Regions from separate parts of the Manis javanica genome. Here region 1 is linked to region 2. The links are chromatin contacts, called in public Hi-C maps. All regions are on one chromosome and are shown on one strand. The core of a region is the stretch at or near the end of the contact, and the rest is flanking DNA. Distances in the headings are between cores, read along the strand shown.

Evidence for each region. A called contact is a pair of places that touch in the nucleus more often than the background predicts.
Region 1: a contact with region 2 is called in a Hi-C map of blood, with 6 times the contacts expected there. The contact joins the promoter of MCPH1 here to the promoter of AGPAT5 in region 2. A contact is called at or near these places in 2 of 2 Hi-C or Micro-C datasets (blood and fibroblasts).

Annotation. Positions count from the first base shown.
Region 1 is chr12:107,705,349-107,712,157 of MJ_LKY, forward strand. It overlaps MCPH1 (microcephalin 1), which reads right to left and starts at 2,929. Exons shown (of 14, transcript XM_073219223.1): 1 at 2,567-2,929; 2 at 1,727-1,818. The coding sequence starts at 2,606.
Region 2 is chr12:107,477,036-107,484,184 of MJ_LKY, forward strand. It overlaps AGPAT5 (1-acylglycerol-3-phosphate O-acyltransferase 5), which reads right to left and starts at 3,376. Exons shown (of 8, transcript XM_017681097.3): 1 at 2,795-3,376. The coding sequence starts at 3,013.

The DNA of each region.
Region 1 (6,809 bases), core at 1,679-4,178, 230 kb after region 2:
TAAAAACCCAGGTCCACATTATCAGGGAATTGAAAGAAATGGCACAAATAACCAGTATTAGCAAGGAGTAATCAATACAGATCACGAAAACATTGAAACATTCGAACAGTATACTATGAACAATTTTGAGCCAATAAACTTGAGAATTTAGATGAAATGGATAAACCTCTAAGAAGAAAAGAAACAGAAACACCAACTTTTTGCAAGCACTTAGAAGAAATAAGATAATTAATCCTGTAATTATCAAATTAAAGCTGTCATGACTAGTGGCTTCATCAGCAAATTACATCAAATATCTAAGAGAAAAATATGAATCTTACAGAAACTTAGAATAAAAAAGAGAAAGCTGCAACTTGTGTTTTGGAGTCAGCACGTCATTAGCACTAAATCACGTAAAGGTCCTGCACAAAAGGGCCAGTGTCACTCCTGGAAATTTGATGGAAAACTCAACAAAATATTAGCAAACTCTTATCAATTAATATTTAAAAAGGATAATACATCCCCACCACTTGTACTTATTCCAGGATTGTAAAACTGGTTAACATTAAAAAAAAAAACACATTGTTATTTACTACATTAATAAAAAGAGAAAAATCATGTGACCATCTTAATGCAAGCAGAAACACATCTGATGAAATTAAAAAGTGTATTCATGAGGAAAATTCTTATAAATTAGCATCTGACAATTGGTAAAAAAATTGCTTCAGGTGAAATACCAAAGCTTTTCCTTGAGAAGAGTAACCAAAGATGTCTGGGATATTACCTGTTTTTTATTCAACACTGGCCCTGGCTGGAGCAGAAAAATAAATCAGAAGGTGTTAGGAATACAAGAAATAGAAATAAAACTGTTCGCACATGACTCAACTGTGTAGTTTTTTAAGACCCCCAAAACACCACAGAATTCCGAAGTGAGTTTGGTAAGCTTTCAGGACACAAAGTGGGTACACAACAATTATTTCTAGATGCCAGCAGCACTTAGAAAAAGGATAAAAGAGAGTTTACAATAGCATCAAAGTGACAGGGAAAATTTGAAACATTATTGAAAGAAATTAAAGAAACCAAATCACCATAGGCACATGGGTTCATGGGTTGGAAGAACCAATTTCGTAAAAAATGTCAGTTCTCTGTACACTGAAGTATTGGTATCAATCCCATCCTGACGAAATTCTGAAACCCCAGAAGTGAAAGGCACACACTTCTGGGGTCAGCTCACCCCTGGGCCCCCTCCTCACGGGCTGCAGAAATACTGAACGGTCTCCGCCTCCAGCATTTCATTCTAACCGCCTGGGTGGTCACCCCTCTGGTGGCCTTCCCTGACCCCTAGGGTCTCAACCCGTAGAACACTGCCTTCGCTCCTATCTCAAGGTCCAGATGTGTATACCCCAATGTCTATCAGATATTTCCAATATGCCCAGATTCACAAGCTTTCCCTTAAAAGCTGCTCCTTTCCCTGAGTTCCTCACTTGGATCAACAGCATCCATACGTGTGCCCAGCGGCAGAACCTGTATTTTATTCCTAGATCTCCTCTTTCACAACCAAGACCAGGTCGTCCATAATCCAGTTCTAAATTCCTTCCTCTCACAGTCTCCTTTTTTCTCCCACCACTTACTTACCCACTGTCTTCCTTATCCTTCGTGTTTTAAGTATTAACTACCTAAATAAATGTAAATCTATCTCATTGTGTATGAGAACTGTCATACGTATAGCAATGGTAAAATTTTTTACCTTTGCCCCCATATCCACAAGTTGGTTTGTAAATGTCTTTGAATAATTTTCTGTCCCATTGGCTGACCACACTTCAACATAGGCCACAACATCTGAAAATAAACAAGATGTTAGCATGAAATGCATTTGAAATTCCAGCATCCGTGGCCCAAGGATTTCAACAGATTTCTCTTGTTCTACTTACATTAAAAAGTAAATTTTAAATTTATTCTATTAAAAGCCTATTCAAAATAGTACTAGTGCGAGCACGTTCTTAAAATCTCAAGCAAAGAACTTTACCCACACATGTCACACACGTCATGTTTACATTCTAAACACTCTATGCTCATCCAAATTCCCAAACCAGAGTCTGTTTTCTGTAAAGGACTAGATAATAAATACTTTAGGCTTTGAGGGCCACAAAACCCCTCAACTTCGAGTGTAGCACAAAAGTACCCAAACATAATACATTAATAAGCACGGCTGTCGGTGTAATGACGCTCCTGGTACTAACAATAGACACTGACAGGAGAGGCGCTCCTATTTCTTTGCCTAATTTCATGATTGCTCCACGCCCCTGAATTCACCGGGCCACGCAAAGGCACGAGGGGCGGGGAGAAGGCTGAAAATTCAGCCACCCCTCAGGTGCCCCGCCACGTACTGCACCTTCCTCCTCGGCAGGGCCAGGTGGCGGGGGGCGGCCCTGGACTCGGGGGCAACCCCCCCCGGGGGCCGGGATGACTTCCGGGAGGGCCGGACTCCCCTCCCCGCGAGCCCCATCCCCCGTCCCCAGCGCAGGCAGCGGCCTAGATGAGGGTCCTTAAGCCTGTCCCCTCCCCAGGAAACAGGAAGCACCCTCACCCTTCAGGACCGGATTCCCTGGCGTCCCGGGAGCCGCCATGAGGAGCTGCGAGCTCGGAACCGCTCGGAGTCCCGCGAACAGAGGCGGGCGGCACTGAGCATGCGCAGGGCGCTCCAGCGCCGCTCCCCTCCGGCTACGCGTAACTCTGCCTTCCGCGTTTTCTAAATAGCCCGAGGGGGCGGGAGAAAGCTAAACCCTAACCCCGCGGAAAGTGCTTGGTGCTCTTCCTGCGCGGAGGCGCGCTGCGTCCGCGCTGCCCGAGGGCGCCCGCCTCTGCCCGTTCGCAGTTACGCGAACGCGCTCGCTGCGGGCTCGGGGCCCCCACCCGCGACCCCCGCCTCGCGGACCCCGAGGCTCGCGGGACTGCCGCTAGGAGGGTCCCACCCACGGCCGCGCCGGCGGACCCTAGGCCGAGACCCCCGGGGCGCCTCCGCATCTCCACCTCAGGCCCCGCCAGGGAGCCTCCGTATCTCAGATGCCCACGGAGGTGCGGGAGCGGGCCCCCCAACCTCACACACTAACGGGACTCCAGACCGTAGATCCGCGGCCAGGGTCCAGCTGGCCCGGCAGCCCCCTCGAACTCTGCTGCCCACAAGTCCCGGAGTGGACAGGTCCAGACCGGAGCGGGACCAGCCCCGTGGGGAGGAGAGCCCCCCACCCGGCGCACCGCTCGGCCGCCTGGGGCTTCAAACCTCCCGCGTTCGGGAGGCGCCCCGCCCACGCCACGCCCACACCTCCGCTTCACCTACGCCTACGCCCCCATCCCGCGCCCCACCCACATCCCCGCTTCACCTAAGCCCCCTCGCCCCGCCCCGCGCTCCACCCACATCCCCTCCTCACCTACGTCCTACGCGCCGTCCACCCCTGCGCCTCGGCCGCGGGGCTGCGCGCCTGAGCCCGTGAGTCCAGCGTCTACAGTCAGGGCCCCCCCTTGCTGGGTGCCGCTGAAGCGGGAACGGTTTTCTGGCTAGTGATCATCAATTATAAACCCCAACAGGGAAAGATGTACATTGTATCTTCTGTAAGAAGTCAACTGCCTCTGCAACTCAGTCGCTGAAAAACCATTATCACCCTGAAGTCCTGCTTTTCTCCAGTGGACTTTATTCGAAACAACCCCTCCTAACATCCTCCTTCTCCAAAAAATAACCTGCTTCTTTATAGCACTTGCCTATAGTTCTGCTATACCTTGCCTGTCTAGAATTGTGATTCTCTGCTATTCCTGAGTAAATCCGGTTTGCTGGTAAAATAACTGACAGGGTTTTTTAAAGTTTAAGAAGATTTAGAATTAAATAGTGAGTCACGAAGTAGAGCAAATCAATCACCTTTGGCCTGGATATTAACAAAAAACTTCAGTATTTGATAGATTCTTCACCTTCAGGGTCAAAAAATATTTTCTCCTAGGGTTTCTTCCAGAAATATCACAGTTTTGGGTTTTATATTTAGGGCTAGGCTGCTTTGAGTTAATTTTTGAATATGGTAGAAGTAAGGACCACAGTTCATTTGTTTGCACATACGGTATCCACATCCAAATTGTTCCAACACCATTTGTTGAAAAGCTGTACCTCCCCCTCCACTGCATTCATTGGCTTTGCACATAGTAAAAATCAGTTGTTCAGACATGTATGGTTTAATTTTAGACTTCTTACTCTGTTCCATTGAGCTATTTATCTTTACACCAGTACCATATAGATTAGTGTAGCTTTATGAATAAGTTGTGAAATCAGGTAATATAATTCCTACCACTTTGTTCTTAAAATCAGATTGTCAGTTTCTACTAAAAAACAACAACAGTCCTGTGTCTTCTGGTCTCTCTTTTAGGGCTAGTTGTATTTGAAAAAGAAAAAAAAAACAAAACAACAACAAAACAATAAAAAGCCTGCTGGGATTTTGTTTGGGATTGTGTTGAATCTCAGGTCTCTTTAAGGGAGAATCGACATCTTAACAATATTGAACCTTATGATCCATTAAAATTTATTTACATCTTCTTTAATATCTCTCAGCAATGGTAGGTATTTTTCAGAGGATGGGCCTCTAACAACTTTTGTCATACGTAGCCATTTCTATTTTTTTATGATATTGTAAGTGGTTTTTTACAATTTCAATTTCTGGTTGTTAATTTATGGAAATACAATTGGTAGTGAATTAATCTTACATTCTACAACCTTCCTAATTTACTTAATAGTTGTAATAGCTTTTCTCATTCGTTCCCTATAATGTTCTAAAGACAGTCATGTTGTCTGTGTTTGGAGGAAAACTTTTCTTCTTCCAGCATGGGTCTGTGACTGGACCCTGCAAATTAATGGTGGACAGATTAACAGGAGAAAAGTTAAGGTTTATTTACATGCGCTTGAGGGTGGGGGAGTACCCCCCTCCCTCCCTTAATAACTCCCTTAATAGCCAGAGATAAAAGGTTTATATATAAAACTTAACAAATCCAGTAGTAGGGGAAGATTTAGAACTTCAGTTGAAAATTGAAGAGGGTTCTATTAGGCTTTTTGATGGTCACAGGAATGGGTAGTCTGTTTCCTTGGCAACTGAATTCACAAGAAACTCCCTGGGAGGGGTTCTAATGGTAGCTGTATTTTTGGGAGGCTCTGCTTTCATCCCATAAGGGAAGTTCAGATAAGATTTATTTCTGTATTTCTTTAGCTCAAATGTTTACACTTTAATCTTTATACCAACTCTGGGTGTACAGTGCTGGATAGACAGGTAGGAACAGTTATCCTTTTCTTCCTGATCTTGGGGAGAAAGCCTTTGGCCTTTCAACATTAACTATGATGTTAGCTGTGGGTCTTTCACAGATGCATTGTATCAGGTTGAGGAAGGTCCTTTTTCTTCCCATTTTGCTGAGAGCTTTTCCATTTTTCAGATCAGGAATTCTAAAAATTAGAATGTCTGATTTTGTCAAATGCTTTCTTTGAATCTACTATTATGATTATATAATTTTTTTCTTCTATTTGTGAATAGTGAGTTACACTGGCTGATTTTTTAATGTTGAGTTAATCCTGCATTTCCAGGATAGATCGGCTTACTCATGATGTACCCCTTTCTATATTGTCAGATTTGTTTTGCTAAAAATTTGTTTGTCTAAAATTTGCTTAGAATGTTTGCATCTAACTTCATGACAGATTTGGGTTTATAGTGTTCTTATAATGGAAACTTGGAGGTACAAGAAGGAATAAAACAATAAAAAGTGCTAAGATGTGGGTTAATCTACATGACTATTGATCATACAAATATAAACAACAAATATTTTTTGTATAAAACAACAATACTAGTCTTATGAGGTTAAAATACAGTTTATATGTAGCAAAATGCATGATAGTAATGATGTATTGATAGAGGAGTTTATGTAGTAAAAAATACTCTTAGATCCTTTTATTTTACAGAAAATGGTGAAAAGTACTCATTTTTATTAGAGTGTGATAAAGCAAGGATGCATTTTGTAACCTTTAGGAAAACCAAGAAAAGAAATTAAATATTGTGTAACTACCAAACTAATGAAAGTGGAAATGAAATAATAAAATATAATCCATTCCCAAAAAAACAAAAGGAAGGAGAAAAAAATATAGCAAGCAGGAGAATATACATACAGACGGTACACTTAAATCCAAATTTATCAATAATTATATTAAATAAAAGCACCCATTCTTGATGGAATACTCAAGGGAATAGGAATTTGGTGTTACATCTCAGCATAAATAAATAAATGTACATAAAGCCACTTCATCTTAATGGGGAAACATGGAGGCATTTCTCCTATGATCCAGAGCAATGATGCTCACTGTCTACAGAACCAGTCAACCCTATATAGTGAGATGTGAAGCACTTCACTAGATAAGAGATTCAACCAGTGACATAAGAACTTAAGAATAAGTAAAACTATTTCGATGTTAGATGACATGATAGCACATCTGGAAAATCCTAGGGAATCATTGATAAAATTAACTTAAAAAACAATTTCAGTAAGGATCCAGAAATAAAATTAACCATCCATGGAGAAAACTCCACTTGCAATAACAATAAAGAATAAACCTAACAAGAAGTGTGCAAAATCTCAAAACAATGAGAAGAACTTTAAAACAACTCCTAAAAGTAGATCTGAGCAAATGGAAAGACATCTCTGGTTCTTGGGTTGGGTGCTTAGCATCATAATGTCTGTTCTTCCTAATTTAATTGAATGTGATCCCAATTTAAAAATACCAACAATCTTTTGATAGAGCTAGACAAGGTGATGCTAAA
Region 2 (7,149 bases), core at 2,126-4,625:
GATCAGGTTTTCAGTTCTTTTTTTTTCCTTTGGTTTTGTTTTTTTTGGAGGGGTTGGGGTTTTTTTTGGCAAGCTGTCACAAGATGATAATGTAAGAATCAATTAAGAATTAAAAGAACACCAACACATGAATAAAAAGTTGCTTGTTATACAGCCAGCAGATTGGTTCTGAAAATAAGACAAGTACTCACATGTTCTATTTGAGGGATATGTGAACAATTTGTAAATAAGGAACTAAAGGCTTATGGGAAAGTATTTTGGAAGTAGCCTTGGCATAAAGAACCAGGCTCCCTTTACTTCAGCATGTTAGAGAGTAGAGACTGCAATGTTTTAATACGTAGAATTTATTCCCCTAAATAAATAAGGTAAAGTTAACCTAAGAAACAATAGGAAGAAACTGAATAGGCAGAACTAAGGAGTGATTACCCTGCTCGGCTGAATGGTGACTCCAAAAAAGGGGTCTGTCCTAAACCTGGAACCTGTGAGTGGTACCTTATTTGGGAAAAAGGGTCTTTGCATTTGTTAAGATTTTGAATTTGGGGGAGATCATCCTGGATTATTTGGATGGGCCCTAAAACCACGGACAAGTGTCCCTCTAAGAAGGAAGAAGGGAACTGGAGACAGGAGAGGAGGCAATGAACCCACAGAGACACTGGAATAACAGGACTACAGGTCAAGGAATGTAGAAAGACAATTCTTGCTTAGGGCCTCCAGAAGGAGGGTAGGCCAGCAAACACCTTGATTCAGGCATTTGGCCTCCACAGCCTTGAAAGAATAAATTTCTGTTGTTTTAAGCTACTGAGTCTGAGGTAATTTGTTATGGACGCTACAGGGAAGTAATACAATTACTTGAATCAGTATCTCCACAAAGAGTAAAGAGGCATGTGTTGATTTACAGTGAGTCTTAAATTAAGAGAGATATGTAAAAGTTTAAAAATCCTTATTCCTTTCCCAAGGAAACTCAACTGAGAAAGTACTCAGTTGAGTTTTGGTACTATTGAGTTTCTAGGAGTTCTAAAAAGATAAATTATAAATGGCAATTTTAGCAACAGTCATGGAAATGTTTTCCTGTCTCAAATATGCGTATGAAAATAAAGTAGTAAAATGTTTACCCAGCATCCAATGGGACATCTAGCAATAATCTTCACGCATTTATAAAAGGACGTCTGAGGCCCTCAACTATAATTCAACATTTCATTTAATGTGGGTGCCATATTGAAGTTTGCTGGGACTCTAGAAATTCCCCATTGATCCTCAATGATTCATTTTTAAAAAAAACATATGTTGAGAACTTAAAAACATAAAGTGGAGGTCTACATGGAACAGGGTAAAAGGCAATAAATGCAAATTCAAAAACACTGTGAAACCTGCAGGTGTATTTTAAAATAAGAAATGTGTTAAACACAAAGTACTTCCAAGGCATATCATATTCATATCACATGGAACATACTATGTTCTTTGAATAAAAATAAAATAACCCACCATAGGTAGAATTATTATTCTAAGAGGTAACTGACTTTGTCAGACGTCTGAGTCTGTATCCCTGTCCAGGCCAGCTGCCATAGGATGAAAATTAAATACTCACGATAAAACCATATACTTAGACAGGTGTGGTGAAGTAAAAGCATGGGGAGAAACGACTGGTCTGAATTTGTGAAAAATTTAAATGAGGCCCACTGTGAAAGTTAATTACTAGGAAAACATGATCTGGAAGAGCGACCTTTCCTTCTTTCCCAGGAAACACTCACAGATACTGGTTTAAATGTTAGGCCCTGGCTTCTCCTAGTTCCCTTCCCCCAAACAACTTCCAACTGGGGCGAACTCGGAGTCATCGGGGATCCAGAGCAGTACAACTACAAAGTCACAATAGTAGCTGGTTGACACCAGGGTGAAAACAGTTGCTCTGAGGGAAAAAGAAAAGAAGAAAATGATAAAACAACGTCATCCATTCTCTCTAGCCCACCCTGATTTGAGAAAAAAAAAAAAAAAAGAAAGAAAAAGGACTAACTGGATATAAGGAACAGCCAAGAATCAAGCTCTTTTTTCAAATGGAGAAATGAAAGGGAAATCCACAGTTGTTATTTTCGTATGAGACATCAAATAACTAAAGAGGATCCTTTACTCGTTTCTACAGATTTAATCTACAAATTCAATTGCAACAGACAAAGTAATCAGACAAAATTTAAGCCTAGCCGAAGTGGGCAGGAATTTTATCTAGGTTAAGCCTTCTACAGTAACAAATGTATTCGTTTCCTTGCCCAGCTTTCACTTATACTGCGGAAGAATGCAGGGCAAAGCCGTACTTACTGCCCAAATAGTTAACAGTAACCCGTTTCAAGAGAAGGTCTCCAATTTTTAAAAGTGCACTTTTGAGTTCAAACATTACCACCTTTTTAGACCAAACGCCAAGAACCGTCAAGGGCCTGCTCTACTTCAGGGTTCATCTGCGCCCACTTAGCTGAGCTCCAAGACAGAACGTTACAAAAAAGGGGGGAGAAGGGGCGGTCGATCTCACTGGTAGCCTCACAACAATGTTACTACATCCTAGTGATCTTGGGGTACCTGCAAGGGGGCGTCCGGCCAAACCCTAAAGCGAGTGCATGAAACGCCCCCCACCCCCCACGGTAGGAGGGCGAGGTGACGGCACGTGTCGTCGGGGGCGGATTGGCCAGGCAGGGCCGAACGATCCTAAAGGACCCGGCGGTGCCGAACGGTTCCAAGCTGGTGCGGTTGATCCGCCTGCGCGCCCGCGGGGCCCCACGCCACACAGGGCGCGGCGGGTGCGGCGCCTCACCTGCACCCCGGTGTAGTTCTCGAAGAAGAAGAGCACCATGCTCTGGTAGGTGCGGTAGAGCCGGTCGTCCACCGTCTGGTAGAGGCGGGAGGGAAGGAGCGCGGAGAGCAGCCGCCAGGCCCCCCAGGCCAGCACGTAGGTGGGGGCCGTGCCCAGCAGCACCGCGGCGGGCAGCACGCAGCGCATCGAGTACATGTGGAGCGCCAGGGAGAGCAGCATCTTCCCGGCGCGGCGCCGGACTCTCCGCCCGCTCCTCCCCGCCCGGCCGCCTCCCTGCCGCCGCCGGCGACCAATCACCGGGCCGGGCCGGGCCTCGCCACCGCCCTCACCTCCGGGGCAGCCGGTCGCCGGCCGCACCTGAGACGCTCAGCGCGCCCCGGCTCCGGCCTCCCCCCCCACCCCAGCCACGAGGGCGGCGCCGCCGCCGGAGGGGATGCGGGCGGCGATGTGGGGCTGGGCGGCGGTCGCGGCTGCGGCCCAAAGGGACGCCGCGGCCCTCCCGGGCTCGGCAGCTCAGGAGCGCTTACACCCCATGACCCTCTCCCCTCGCCCTGCGCCCCTGACGGGAGCGGGGCTCAGCGGAAACAACGCGTCTCCTGATTGGTCACCCTTCCCCCGGCAGGGGCGGGGATCAGCGGAAGCAACATGTCTTCCGATTGGTCAAGTGTAGTCGAGGCTCAACGGACCCGCGGATGAACGGATGGTCCTGCTCTGGCTAGTGCGCATGCGCCAAAGCCTGGCCCAGCCGCTGACCGGGAGAGGCGGTGACGCCCCCTTAACTGCTGGTGGGTGGAGCGGGGCGAAGATGGGCGTGGGCCGGAGGAGGGGCCCGGGCCGCCTGGTGTTCCCTGCCCCGCCCCTGGGCGCGGTTCGGCTTGAAGGAACACGCTCCGGGCCTCCCTGCGCCCGCCCCGGGACGCGACCTCAGCCGAGACGTCCCCTTACCTGGGACCTGGCCGGCCCCGCCGCAAAGGGCTCCCGCGTCCGGCGGGGCTTGTCGGGCTGACCGCGGGACGGCCGACGGGACGCACCTGGGGCTGTCACTGGGGTGCTCTCGGCTCCGGCCGGCGGCCTGTCGCGGGCCCGTAACGGCGATCGTCACACGTCTGCCTGCCGGACGGCCTGCTTACAGGGCTCCCGACACTGTTCAGGGTCCCTGTGCTTCACCTCCCCAGGCCTGCCCCTTGGCTGATTTCTGTTTTTTTATCAGGAGCCTCGTGTTTCTTGTAGTTGTCAAGAGTCCTGTGCGTGTGCAGGTAGAATAACTAAAAGGACCGACGTACGTTTGGGACCTTCACAAAATCTAGGAAGGCAGGGCAGTTGTTCTATTGATGTAAAAACAGATCCAGGGGCCTTCTGGATCCTTCTATTGCCCTTTGGCTACAGTAAATGTGAGTTAATGTGCAACCTTTGCAGGGATAGTTGTACTCCAAAAGAATGCCAGGTGCTTTGAGAAAACTTTTTCTTAGTGGAAGGAAGGCTGTGGGGTAACTTTAGGCAGGAAGGCGTTTCAGGGGACAAATTTAATCAGAGCCAGCATGGTGGCTACTTTGTACGTAGTAACATGATTCACAGGTGGTGACCTTGGGGGACAGTCAGGCGACTAGAGATGTCTCAAAGAACAAGTGTTTGGACAAGTATGTTGCCAATGGGAGGCGTCTCACAACGTAAAGTCTTTGGACAGAGCTTCCCCTGCACTCCCTGTGGAATGTAATGCCCTGGACTGTAAGGCCCAGATTTTGTTTGGGAGGCAAAAAGGGGTGCGGATGATGTGCACAACCAGGGCTGCTCAGCTTCCTTAATTGAGACCAGACACCCCACAGTTAGGAAAAAGTGCCAAGAGGTGAAGCCCGAAGGTTCAGTGTTCCCATCTGACTGGTATGCGTGAAGTCAGTATGTGTGTGCTTCGTGCAAAGACGTCGTTCCCGTGAGTCATGCCCACATCGCTGTCAGCGCATCGTGCAATGCGTGGCATGGAGACACTCAGAACTTGTCTCTCTTGTACCCTGTTTATATCCAAGCCCAGCCCCTACCTCCTGGGTTGTTCCCTGTGGCCTTCACTCCTGTCTTTGTACCAACACACAGATTTCCGCTCCCTTTCGGCCACTACCCGCTTCTTAAGCTATAATCAGCCCACACTGTCTGCCTCTACTTTCTCACCTTGTACATTTTTTAATGTCTTGCAATCTGACTTTCTTTTCCACCACTCTCCCGAAAGGGTTCCTTCTGAGGAGAACAGCTAGCCTAGCCTGCATGCACTGGCTCTGGGATGTGACCGCAAAAACCGTGATCCCGCTGAGGCCTTTCTGGTGCTTACGTTTAGCAAGGCATCACACTGGGGATAAGTTTGATGCCAAGGGAAAGCTCATAGTTCTATAGGAACATGTATTAAGGAGCTCTCGTTTAGTCTGGGGAAGAGTAAGGCTTCTCAAGTAGTGTTATAAAATGAAGCTTGAGGGTGGAGTTACTAGGCTAGACCCAAAAGTGAGAGGAAAGAGGAAGAGCCTTACAAGTGGGAACAGCATATGTGAAGGGTGGCAGCTAAGAGTCCATGGTGTCCTCGAGGGGCTGAAAAGACCTGTGTGGAGCACTGTAACAGGCCACACGTTTTTTTTTTTAAGATGCCCCTTAAAAGAATACTATGTATTTCCCTCATTTTAAGTTATCTAAAATTATTTTTATCATAAGTTTAATTAATTATAAAAGAAGTAAGTTATGATGAGTTGTAAATGACATTTAAAATAAAGTGCTTATGGAGAGAATACAAGTAGACACTGTGGCGTCTCACTACACTGATGGACAGTGACTGCAATGGGGTATGTGGGGGGGACTCGATAAGAAGGGTGAATGTAGTGACCACATTGTTTTTCTTGTGAAACCATCATGAGTGTATATCAATGATACCTTAATAAATAAATAAATAATAAAGTGCTTACTGAAATCTTTTAAACTTACCTTATAGGTTATGAGTACTATAGTGATCAATACCCAGCACCATCCATTTAAAAAATATTTAGGATTTTTACCAATTAGAATTTTACACTGACCCTTTTTTTTTCTTCTTGAAAACATACTTTCATGTCAGTTCAACCACAATTTGTCTTAATGGAATATTCTTTTTTGCTTCAAAGTCTTTTATTGATCAGATTATGTCATCAAGGTTCTAAGAGTTAAAATTTAATCCAGATTGAGCTATTACTATTGTTAGCAATATGCAATATGCAATGTAATCAATGTACATTGCAAAATCTGATAATTATTGTAAATAAAAGTAAAGTTTTATTAGAAATGACTGTCTTAATGGTACCTTAATTAAAAGAAATTGCCCGATTATCCACTGGTACCCTCAAGCGTATTACTGCTTTCCTGCATAGTGTGGAAATGGGTAAGATTGGGTGGGCCAAGTGGGTGGAGGCCGTGGTGAGGTGTAAGCTGGGATGGAGCTCCAAGGAGTCTCCATCGGCAGATCGGTTTTAGGAAAGCTGAGCATCTGGAAGTCGGGCCCCTGAAAGCTACTCATGACCACATCCTTATATATTCTCAAGGACACTCATGGCCTGGCCCAGTCTGAAGTTTATTGGTAGAGAAAGTAAGTGGGGCAGAGGAAGGAGATGAACGTGATGGGAGCTGAGTCAGGAAAGGAAAGCTAGGAAGGACTACATGACAGCGGGTCTTAGGAGACATGAGAGAATTTCAGACTTTATCATAAAGGCCCTGCAAAGCCACTTAAAGGTTTTAAAGAGGGAAGCGACATGATGAAATGTGATTATTTTGTACTAGTTACTGTAAGCCACTGAGGTTTTCAGATTGTTACTGCAGTATAACCTAACCTTTCCTGATATTACAACTAATTTTACTTTTTTCTTTAACTAAAAAAATTTTTATTGAGGTGCTTACAATAAAACGCACAAATCATAGGGTACAGCTTGCATTTTGACACATGTATACACTAATGTAACCATCACCTAATTAGGTTATCAAATATTCTAATTTTTTTCCCCTTCACCTATTATTTCACTCATCCTCCCACCACCTCTCACTGCAACCACCAGTCTATTCTCTGCATTTGGGTCTGTTTCTCTTTTGCTTGTTTGTTTCATTTTTTAGATTCCACATATAAGTGAAATCATACGGTATTTGTCTTTCTCTGTTTGACTCATTTCACTGAGCATAATACCCTCTAGATCCATCGATGTTGTTGAAAATCAGGATTTGTTTTTTTAATGGCAGAGTAATATTCCATTCCACATATTTTTTTATCCATTCATCTGTCAATGGACACAGGTTGCTCCCATATTTTGGCTATTGTAAACAAGGCTGCAATAAATATAGGGTATGTGTATCTTTTTGAATTA